Regions from separate parts of the Acanthopagrus latus genome. Here region 2 is linked to region 1. A link is a contact called in public Hi-C data. All regions are on one chromosome and are shown on one strand. The core of a region is the stretch at or near the end of the contact, and the rest is flanking DNA. Distances in the headings are between cores, read along the strand shown.

Region 1 (6,301 bases), core at 969-3,468:
TAGATTATATTAGTACATGATCATTACTGATATACGGTGGCCCTGAGGGTCAAAATGACATTTCAGAAAACACAGTGACCTTCAACATAACAGAAAACACAATGACATTTCAAAAATTGTTATGACTTTGCTTCTGTCCGAACACAGAGGAGATGTGTTGTCCTATTGTGTTTTTCGACTGTTGTTTTATTTTGACCCTCGAGGCCACCATCCCAGGACGGTCACAAGCAGTGTTCTTCTTTATATAAATCATAAAATAAAGTGAGCATTTATTGGACAAAAAATGATGATAGGCCCTTGATTACAGGATGACTCATCAAGGTGTTTAATTACTTTGAGGGATGTTACAAACTCTAAAATATCATTAAAAACACAGAATAGAGTAACAATCGCTTTTAAAGTTTTCAAGTTTGACCACTAACATTAAGAACAGGATAAAAAGAAATTTGAAACGCTTGAAGCTCTTTTCCCATATTTCCATATTAACTTTTTTACCAAAGAAATGTTGATTTGAGTATAATAAAAAAAAAATGACCTTTGATGACTTTTTCCTTGAAACAAAACACTGCATAAAGCATTTAGATATCATGGTTTTCATGAGCCTCCAGACTATTCATCTGTTCATTCTGAGCACTTCAAGACAAATCCACAGAAAGTAAACATTTTTGCTTTAATAACATGTCTTCTTTCAGACTAGTGGAAAGATTATGTCCAGAATACACATTTTGATATTTATTTTTTAATCTAAATATCTGCTATGCAAATTTGAGTGAAATTAGTGCGTATTTGATTGTGCCCAATATGCATATGTGAACAGAAATCTCAGTAAACTTACATTATAAATTGGCCAAATATGTGTACACATTAAAGGGATCTGGTTCTACATTGCTCTCAGTGTACTTACACAGAAAACAGACATACAGCTCAGAACAAGGACAACAAGAACAGAACAAATATGTCAGGGGTAAAGACTGGAAAGCAGCACGGTGCAGTGAAGTCTACAGAAGCCTGAGCAAAGAAATAAACAGTATATTAAAAACACCGATGGTCAACAATATAAAAGTACACAACAAAGTGTCCGTATACAAGTCAGCTGTTCTGTGTGTTGTAAACGGTACAGTTATTGCAAAGGCACGATAGACTCAGTGCAAACAAATAAAGAACAGATACTGGACACATTTTCACAGAAGGGTTTGTTCACATATCATCCATAGCCTGGTTTATAGATCATTTTATTTCTTCAGACATGGCAAAAAAAATTTAATTTATCTATAAAGCTGGTGATGATATTTTCTGATTTATGCAGTGTCAAAATGAGATATCCAAGTTATCCTCTGTGAGAAAACAAACGAACAATCTTTTGATGTGTATGTCAACCAAATGAAAGAATCTGGCTTCATCCACTGCTGAATTATTTCTGTAGGCCTTCTGGCAATGTGTGTAAATTAGCTCAATTAAATGATATGCAAGTTGCATATTTACACATAACATTTTTGGAATATTTGCTAAATCAACAATAATAAAAAATATTTCTCCTAATGTTCAACTTGGGAAGTTTCGGGGATAAGTTAAAATTGTATTATTATCATTATTATTATTATTATTAATATTATTAATGTTATTATTATCATTATCATTATCATTATAATTATAATTATAATTATTATTATTATTATTATTATTATTATTATTATTATTATTATTATTATTATTATTATTGTTGTTGTTATTATTAAGGATGAATTTCAGAGTGGTGTCACAGTGCCCCCCTTTATGCTCACTGTCCTCAAATGCTGCAGCAATTTGCCCTATTTTAATCAGTTGGGTTCTATTATCCTACATAATAAAACTAGTTTTCCTTTGAGTTTTATTCACTCAGTTGTCTCTCAGATTCATTATCTGCAGCTCCAGATCAACAGCAGCAGGCCCAGCGCTCCTCTAACGTTTCGGGTCGCCATAGTTACAGTTGGCCTAATTCATTAAACAAGATCAGTCCGCATTATAACGCTGCTGCGATCACAACACGTCAATCTTCCCCCTCTTTCAACTTTAAACTACATTTCCCAGCAGCACGTGCCTTTTTTTGCGTGATCGTCACACTCCGCGCGAAATCTCGCGATACGTGCGGCTTGACCCTGCCCTATGTCTCGCGCACTCGCAGCTCCATCGCTCAGTATATAAAGCAGGACAACGACGGAAGGAGGACGGCTGGGTAGTCGCAGCCCGGGATTGTAAATAAGACCGCTGAAACTGTGTTTTATTTACAAAAGTGATGCCGGCTGTTTTAAAATATCGTTCCCAGTTGTTTTAAGTCGTTTTTCGTAATTTTTGGCTCTGTTTCTCGCCTATTTCCGTGTGGTTTTTACACTACGCGTATAATGGCGAGCTCGGCTAACTCGAACCCAGTGGTAAGGATCAATCTCTAAGGACTGTCAGCGGGGGAAAAATGGGGGTAAAGATAATGGAAAAGCTGTCGACGAGTCGGTTTTATTTTTATCTCAGGAACAATGTGTATGCTTTAACAGACACTTTCACTGCTCTATGAAATAAAATTAAGTTCAGTCTATCGGCCATTTTAATCAGTTTTTCCTTTTTCAAAAACTAGATGGTTCTCCTCAGATTAACTTACACCATCAGCGATGGCTAACGTTAGAGGAGCTGGAGAAATAAGTGAAAATGGTGTGTGATTCAGGGTTATGTTAGTGATGAAAATGCAGTTTTATTTTCTTATGGACTGTTGAAGCTTTAATCAGTTAGTCGGTTAATGGTACAGTCTCAGGCTTCTCTCTTTTTGTGTGGTGAATTAATTTGAGTATTACCGGTGTTTGATGTTTTGGGGGTTTTTTTCTTTTGCTGTTACTGCAGATAACAGGCTGTAATATTAGCTTAACTGCTTTTATTTCCTTACATAATTTTATATATATATATAAAAATGCCGATGTACGCAAAGCACCTTGCCACTATCCACTGCGAATGAATTAAGCTTATTTAAAAATTAAAGTCTTAATTTAGCCGAAAGTCGTCAACGGTCACTCTAACGCCTCATCATTGTCCACCATTCCACGAGCAGAAGGCAGCTAGTCGTCCCCTTCTCAAAAAAAAAGAGAAAAGAACAGCCACCACTTTTACACCATCTCATCACAGTTTTAGTCCTTCTCCCCTCCGACATGGCCATATAACGTTTAATCAAAGCTGAGTACTGATCAGATATTAAACCGAAAATATCCTTCACATTCCGCCACATAGTGTACGGGGCTATTTTTTTTTCTTCTTCTTCTTCTTCTCCAGGCGCGCAGTTTTTTGCCGCTCCGTAAAATGGCTTCCCTCGTCTCCCCTCGCTCCGGTTCTGCCCCTTCCTCCTTTCTGCTGCCTGGTTTTATACAGCCATATTGGCTCTCTAATATAGACTTGCCCGGGATGGGAAGGTGCTTCTCGACGCTACGTCACCGGCTCTACATATAAACACCAGACTGTGCTTTAAATAGTGGAGCAGACAGGCCGAGGGGGAGGGAAGGGAAGGGAGAGACCGAGGTCCGTGCTGCGGACACTCGATTGAGGGGGGGGGGGGACAATGCGGCGCAGGGAGCGCAGTGCGGTGGCCTGCGTGTCTGTCGTTTGCGGGCTTTACGTTGAACCGCGCTGTTCCTCTGCGGCTCACCGCGGGAGTCGTTGTAGACCTTTAACACGGTACACAGTTGTTGTGTTTGGTGGTGGTGACTGTGTGCGCCATGTTTGCCACGGTATCCTGAGGGACGTACTGTAAAACGTCAACGGTCGTGACAGACGGGACTGTATAGATGTTGTGGGTTAGCATAACAAGCTAAACAGTGCTGTCATGTAGCTCAGGGACTAGCTAGCATGTAGCAGTTAACAAAGTGAAGCTGTCTTTTTAAATAGTAGCTGTGCAGCAGGTTTTACTTTACGAAGTTATACTAAGTTATGCTAATTGTGCATGACATATTTAAATGTAATGTACCAAGGTTTGTAATATGTGCTGTTAAAAGCAGTTATTTGGAACTGATTTCTTGATATTAAAAGTATTTCTGAACACCACACTCCATTATTTCATGGTAAACATTCATCACACTTAATATGATTTTTAATGTTATTTTTATTTTTTGTTGTTGTTTTCATCCGGGTCTCCTTTCCCCAAACACAGTAATGAAGATGTGCTTCTTTTTTTTTTTTTTTTCCATGTCTTGTCTTTGTTTCCTCGCAGCCTAAACTTTATAAGTCTGTGATTGAGGATGTGATCAACGAGGTGCGAGAGCTGTTCCTGGACGAGGGGGTGGATGAGCAAGTGCTCCTGGAGCTGAAAACGGTAACGGTCACAAGCATTTATGTTCTGGTGTACATCTGCTTTAGGAGGAAATATCACATGTGGGGAAGAGTGGTGAGACGTGCTTCAATGCAGCGTAGGAACTAACTGGTTTCAAGCTTTTATTATGATTTCCTATATGTAAGATTATATCTAATTATAGATTTCCCCTTAGTACAGTAATGAAATGTGTCTGTGAGAATGCCTGGTCTTTATGAAAGTTATACATCGCGTTACGTTATCAAAACAGGGAACCACATGCTGGAACAGTATAAAAGCATTTCTAAATGTTTCTACATCAACATAACTGGTGTTTGTTTTTTTTTTGTTTTTTTTTAACCTCTCTTTCTTCTCGGCCGATGCCTCAGCTATGGGAAAACAAACTGTTGCAGTCCAAGGCAGTGGAGGGTTTCCATACTGAGGAGCAGGCAGCCCTGCAGGCCGCTCAGCAGCAGCAGCAACAGCAGCAGCAGGTCCAGCAGGTCCAGCAAGTCCAGCAGGTGACCCAGCCAGCACAGACCCAGCAAGTCATCCTGCCCCCTCAGCAGCAGCAAGGTTCGTTACCACCGCTATGTGATGCAGAGAATAACTACAACATATGGGAAAGATAATTTTGGTAGACCACAAAAATGTACATATGAAGTCATATGCAGCCTTTTTATTAATTCCCCCACTGAAATAAGGAGAGGAAAAATCCTCTGTTAAAGGGATTTTTTGGTCTTTTGCATGAATAACAGGACCAAATCAGTGTTCACAGATCTTTTTTTGTCTGTTTAATCAAATTTCTCAGGGAATTGTTTGTCAGCTGGTCATGTTAGGGTTTGACTTGAGCTTGTTTCTCTCCACAGCTCCCCAGCAGCAAGTCATTGTTCAGGATTCCAAGATTCTACAGCATATGAGTGCAACGGGGATGGTAAGAACATAAAGTTAACTTAAAGTCATAGTTTTGTGCTCATCACAAAAAGCCCCGACACCCTTACTTTCTGAAGTTGGTAGTGAACTCACATCTGTGTCAAGTTGTATGTTTTCTGCTATTGTTCACGGCTGCTATATATATAGCTCCCATAACAAACACATTCAGTGCCACCACAGATGTTTTCATTTAATTGACTTTAACACCAGACAGAGGTGCTTGTGAGTCAACACTGGCAACAGCTCTTGCACATACCTCAAAATAGAAAGTAGAAGTTTTAGAAATTAGCGCAGCGATAGAGTTAAACTATGTGTGAATTTTGATATGTTCGACAGATCTGCCTACACACCCTGCAGTAAAACCTCAGGCCGGCACTTCTTCTCGTCGTCAAACTTGCCATTTTACCTCTGAGAAAATGCCAATTTTGATGTTTTATTCAGCACTAAGAACTCCCACTCAGTTAATTTAATCTAAGTTTGCTTCAGCACGCATATTTGTCAGCCAAGAGAAAGTGGATCTTAATGCGTCTCTGCAGGCTTTTTCCTCAGAGCAGGATGACTGCTCTAGTAACAGACAGATGGATGGGCAGTAGGACATGGAAAGAGAGAGAGAGAGAGCAGAGGAGAGGAAAGTTTTTCAGTAGCATGGACGACAGCGGGGATGATACATTTTCTCACATGCTCCTGCTGCGTCTCGCACACACTAACAAACACATCTTTTCCTTTATCCGTTTAAATTTTGCACAATGGAACATCAACACTTCCTCTCCTTTTTGTACTTCCTGCTCTTGACAACACTTCTCTTCAGCCAGACATATGTTAATGTCAAAGCTTGCATCTGTGCTGTCTGTAGAATACCTCGTTTTTTGTCTTGTTTTATGCTCAAACACCATTTTCAAGCTTCAATTAGAAATTTCAAACATTTCGCCATCAAACCTGGCAGATAAAATAAACAAATGCAAATGAGAAACGGCTGCTTTTATCACAGCAGCCAAGGGAATATGAATATTAGCACTTTAATTGTGAAGATGTTCTGCTGTATTTCATAAATATATTAAATCCCTCCAGAGA
Region 2 (5,870 bases), core at 608-3,107, 210 kb before region 1:
TGAATGTTTCCTTGATGGCATATAAAAGTCATTTCTCTTACACCTGACCTTAGATTAATCACATCATTAACACCAGCAATAGAAGCAAGTCTCTTCTTTTCCAACTGTCAGTGATCACGCACTGTCAGACAACACCACGGCTCCAGCCTCCACCCACTCCTCCATCTCCCCGTCTGTCCATCAATCCCACCCAGGTGACTGAGAAGAGAGTCGAGCAGCGATCCGTGACAGCTTTCGCCCCGGGGTGCTTGAATCATCTGCCAGTCAGACAGCAAAAGGCTCTCTGGCACCTCTTCAGCATTACCCCTGCAGCTGAACAGGGTGCCTTCACCGTCAGACACCTCCTGTCTGCTCCCAGCACTAAAAAAAAAAAAGGTATTGAAGCTCCCTGACAGACAGACTGTGATGATGGCGCTGACAACATGTATCAAACATCTTTGAGTTTCGACCTGCAGGTCTCAGTCATGAGTCAGCAGTCAGCACATATGATACTTCCTCTGTGGTGTGTTACCCACCCACCTCAGCTTCCTCAGCAGTGCTCGCTCCCTGCTGTAGATTTAGTCGAGATTTTTCCAGGTAAAAAGACAAGAACTCATAGAAAGCAGGATTTATAAGCTTTTAGATCTTAAAGGCCTTTCACTAATATTTTACTGGGGTGCTAATTATTAACCAAGGATAATAAACCTTATAAATGTAATAAATCATAATGAAGCATAAAGACTTTGTCACATTCTGTCATGTTATCAGCAAAAGTTATGGAGTCACCTGCGGTTATAAACTCTTATGCAGTATGCAGTTTTATTCCATGCATTAAGTTGTGAATTAATGATGCTCTACAGTCCTGTTCCAGACAGTCAAAGGTCAAACTGTCCATTGAGACGTCTTCAGGGAGCTAAAAAAAACATAATAATGATAATTTATTTAAATATACTTGAGCATCAAAAGTAAATTTCAGGCAAAAAATGTACTGCAAAATGCAAATAAAAGTAACTCTTCCACAAATTTACATGTATGAATGGTGTAAAGGCTCCGATATTGGGCTCTAACGTAGAGTAAATGTGTGACAGACAATCCAAACTGTCTAAGGTCGCGTGTGAGGGAGGCAAATGTACAATTCCAGAGTGTACTGAGTATTTTGAAGGTGTGTGAAGAGTGAGTGGAGGGCAGTGGATATGGCATCTTCTGCGTACGAGACAATGTACATAAGTAGTCCTGCTCCAGTACTCACTTGGTTATATCCATCATTGTTTTATAAATCTCCAAAGCATGAGTAAATTATTTAATACCCATTGTTAAATCTATTTGTTGCAATGACTTTACAACGGGTGAGTTTAAAAGCGACACATGACTGGAATTGAAAGAAGAATTGTGCTGGTAAGATCAAAACAGACAACAAAACAAAAACAAACAAACAAAACCATAAAAAGAAATGGTCATATGAAGAAATCTCACTATTAAATAAATAATTAGAAAAATTAGATTTGAAGAAACAAACTGAAATCCTAAAAAAAAAAGAATTATAAACAATTATGAAATCATTTGCTGGTCTGCACTACCTCATATGTGGAAAATTAATCGTTTATATTATGTTTAATCTTTTAAAAAGTAAAATCAGCATTTGTTTTTATAATACTTTCACTGATAAAAGGGTCTAACAGAACCTTTACTCTTTAAATCTTGAGTCAGAAATACATATGTAAGTGTAAAAGTCAAATATAACAAACCATCGCAGACACATTAACATACCTGCAGATTCAGTATGTACGAGGTATTGCGAAAAAGTTAAATGAACTACAAGTCCCGAGAGCCTTAGCGCGGCTGGTTACCCATACTAACATCTGATTGGACGGGCTCAGTAAAGCTCTGCGTGATTGGCTGACGGTGGCCATGTTTGCGTTACCAGCTGTCTAGATGCGAGCTAGCTAACCGGTTAGCCGTCTGAGGTGTATTTGCCTCATTTTTCGGGCTGAAATCAACGAACAGCCCGTCCAGCCCGTCAGCACCGGCCCATCCGGACCTCACGATGCCGGTCCACTCCCGGGAGAAGAAAGAAAACAACCACGAAGACATGGAGGTGGATTTTCCCGAGCAAGACGGCAGCAGCACGGACGAGGAGGACACCGTTAGCTCGTCCGTGTCTGAAGATGGAGACAGCTCGGGTAGGAAAAAAAAAAACAGGCCTTAAACATCAACACACAGCTAAAATATTAAAATACACTTCTCTGTCGGACGTGGCTCCGATACAATATGTGGCTGTTAATGAAAATGAGCTCACGTCCCGACCCAGCTGGGTGGGTACAGGCTGAGGTGGAGATGCTATGATGGTGATGGCTGTGGGTGAGAGTAAAGAGCTGATGTCAAACCTGTGGTTGTTTACATGAGCAGAGATGGACGATGAGGACTGTGAGAGGAGGAGGATGGAGTGTCTGGATGAGATGACCACCCTGGAGAAACAGTTCACTGACCTGAAGGAGCAGTAAGTCACACACCTACACCTGTCTATCCTGAATGGACACTTCATGTTGAGGGTGGATTTCTACCTGGAGATGCACCTGGAGTCTTGGTATACTCTCTCCAAAACACCACACATGTCTGTCATTAATCACCGTAGTATTTAAAATGATGGACCGTGCACTGAAGACTCACCTGGGTCACCTGGCTGTCTTGTAAAGGGTCTTTTTGCAGGGACCGTTCTCTGTGGTGCTGTTTATAAAGTCACCAGCAAATCACTTGTAACATCTTGGATTGTGCTCCTCAGATGTGATCTTCCCTGTCAGCCATGTTGACATCAAGCCGACCGTCATTTAAACTGGTCAACGGTTAAAAAGTGTCCGTAAAATTATTGACTATATTATAAAAGCCATTTGAAATCATTATTCTGGACATCAACAACATTTACATTTAGGGCATTTAGCAGACGCTTTTGTCCAAAGCAGTTTGGGGTTCAGTATCTTGCCCAAGGACACTTTGACATGCAGACCAGGAGAATCGAACCAGCAGCCCTCCGATAACAGGACGCAGGCTCTAACCCTGAGCCACAGCCACCCAACAACTCACAAAAAAAGTAAACAGATAACTTATTGATAACATTATTCTCTTCAAATCTTCACGCGACATTTGAATAGCAAACCATGACATTCCGGTGTGAGATCTGTCAGTGTGTTATTTAAATGTGCACACAAATAAATTGATAATAACGAGTATAACTGACTAGTTTATCTAGTGCTGACTGGCAGGGACACCTCCCTAACACTGAGGTTTTGAAAATGCTAATAATGTTTTCAACTCGGCTGCTGCATTCAATAAAAACTCTCCTGTTGCAGTCGTGCCACAGCATCCTGTTCTCCAGACCACAGTTTAGTTATTCTGCAGACCAGTGAGAGACTTCTGCATCTCTCTTCTGTTCTGCTGCAGTGCAAGATATTTTCGAATTGCTCAGCTTTAATGCTCAAATAATGTAAGTTTATGAATCGATGTGCCTCCTCGTCATTTTCAATGTTCAGGTTGTACAAGGAGCGTCTGAGCCAGGTGGACATCAAGCTGCAGGAGGTCATGGCAGGCTGCGCCCAAGAGTACCTGGAGCCTTTAGCCAACCTGCAGGAGAACATGCAGATCAGGACCAAAGTTGCTGGTGAGTCAAATTAACATGAATATTTAATAATCGGACTTAATGTGCCTGATTTTGTGGACAGAGATAGAAACTATGGAATTAAAACTTGCTTTTTTCGCAGTTAAAAGTCAAATCTTTACTTCTTGCTGCTTCATGTTGATCTTAAGTTTGGATGCTTGTCACAGGGATCTACAGAGAGCTGTGCTTGGAGTCGGTGAAGAACAAGTATGAGTGTGAGATCCAGGCTGCCTGCCAACACTGGGAGGTGAGGGGTCAACGAATGAGTCAGACCACATTTTGTTGTCATATAGTTTTGCCTTAACAGTGTAGGAAATACACAGTGCCACAGTGTCCACTAACTTAACAGGATGAACTGACCCACAGTAACTTCTCCTGGAGATGGTTTTTAATGTTTTTTGTGTCTTGTTTCTGTCTCCCAGAGTGAGAAGCTGCTGCTGTTTGACACTGTGCAGAGTGAACTGGAGGAGAAGATCAGACGACTGGAGGAAGACAGACACAGTATTGACATCACCTCAGGTACCGACCAGCGCTGCAACCAGCAACTGTCGGAAATGTCTGTTTTGATTATTTATCAAATAAAAACCATCAGAGGTTGAGCTTACAGTGTCATCCTGACATCTGGCCAGCATCTCCAGAACCAACAGTATTCAGTTTATATTGTTGAGAAAGACAGCAAAGTATTCTTCACATCCATTTTTAATATTTAGTATAGGAGCTGCAACCAACGATCAGTTTTATTGTCTTTCTCGATTAATCAATTGGTGGTTTGGTCTATAAAATGGCAGAAACAAACCAGAAAATATTCAAAACATATTTATTTCATAAGTTTATACAATCTATTGATTAAATGTAAAATACAAGTACTAATAAACCTGAGATACAGGGTTCAGTAAGTGTTGTAATAAACATTGCATATTTGATTGAGATGCAAAGTTTGCACTGAAAATCTATGAAACTGATGCTTGAAACATGATGCACATGTCCTCCAGAGGGAAGTGATTCGTCTCCTCTCTCTAATTTTGTCCTCTCTTGTTTTTCAGAGTTGTGGAATGATGGATTGCACTCACGGAAAAACAAGAAGAAAGACCCGTTCTGCCCCGTCAAGAAGAAGAAGCCTGTTGTCGTTTCAGATATCCTTTTTCCTTTTGTCCCGTCCTTGTCTCATTACTCCCATCACTCATCTGCGACGTCCTGTTGATGTTTTCCCGCCACTTCACTGTATATTCTTCCTTAACCGCTCTTTCACGGCCCTATATCGTTTACATGCTGCAAGATCTGGATATTCTTGAAGACTGGACCGCAATACGGAAGGTATTTTTGTAAACGTACGATGAAATCACTTAGCGAATGTTTTGGAGTTGTGATTTGACCTTTCCCGTCTGTTTCCTCTGCCTCCTCACAGGCGATGGCATCGCTGGGGCCACACAGGGTGAAGGTGGATGGTAAGAGTTTTCTGCTCGTCCTTGGTTACAGTCAATATCTGGCTGAGTGCAGCGATCGACCCGCAGTCACACAGGAGAAGCTGATTCAATACTTGGAGCTAAAAGTACTCAAGCTCACAGTTGAAAAGGAGACAAGTGTTGCCTCCTCAGCTGTCTTTGTCTCTCCTCCTGTCCTTTTTATGTTTCCTTCTGTATTTCTTCCAAACATCCGTGCCGTACATGCTGTCTCCGCTCACGTCCTCTTTTTCCTTCAAACTCTCTCCCTGCAGTTCCTGCAGTCAAGCCGGACAGACATCACCATGTGGCGCGCTCCGAGGACGGTCGACTTTTCTATGACAACCAGTGGTACTGCAGGGGACAGGCCATCTGCATCAACAGGAAGGACGAGTACCCGACTAGGTGTGTGTGTGTGTGTGTGTGTCTGTGTGTGAGCAGAGTTAAAAAGCTCTTTGGTATAATTAGAGTGAGCGATGATTCTGGTTTATAGCCTGTGTGAGTTATAACACTCACCCGATGTGTGTACTCATCTGTGACAGTCTGTATTCCTGACTCATTGTGTGTGTGTGTGTGTGTGTTGTGTGTGTGTGTGTGTGTGTGGGGGGGGGAGTTAGGCAGTCACACGGAGGATTTATTTGTGATGGAAATGATCGGGGACAGATTTAAACAAAGACAGACAGTGTGAGCATCAGGCTCTGTCCTGTGTGCTGTCGGGGCAGGACGCTCGGTGAGCGCTGGTTGTGTTTTGATGTCAGTGTTTTTTCACAGCAGCATCCCTCAACAGTCTGCTGCTCAAAAGC

What was found. Hi-C and Micro-C count contacts between places; a contact is called where the count stands out from the background.
Region 2: a Hi-C map of muscle shows a contact between it and region 1, with 4 times the contacts expected there. The contact joins the promoter of brms1lb here to the promoter of gtf2a1 in region 1. A contact is called at or near these places in 2 of 4 Hi-C or Micro-C datasets (liver and muscle).

The regions. Positions count from the first base shown.
Region 1 is chr22:23,257,108-23,263,408 of fAcaLat1.1, reverse strand. It overlaps gtf2a1 (transcription initiation factor IIA subunit 1), which reads left to right and starts at 2,218. Exons shown (of 10, transcript XM_037086646.1): 1 at 2,218-2,408; 2 at 4,220-4,321; 3 at 4,687-4,873; 4 at 5,167-5,231. The coding sequence starts at 2,379.
Region 2 is chr22:23,467,425-23,473,294 of fAcaLat1.1, reverse strand. brms1lb (breast cancer metastasis-suppressor 1-like protein-A) reads left to right here and starts at 1,857. Exons shown (of 11, transcript XR_005072621.1): 1 at 1,857-2,159; 2 at 2,386-2,476; 3 at 3,504-3,631; 4 at 3,796-3,875; 5 at 4,051-4,147; 6 at 4,672-4,761; 7 at 4,878-4,942; 8 at 5,034-5,073; 9 at 5,343-5,472.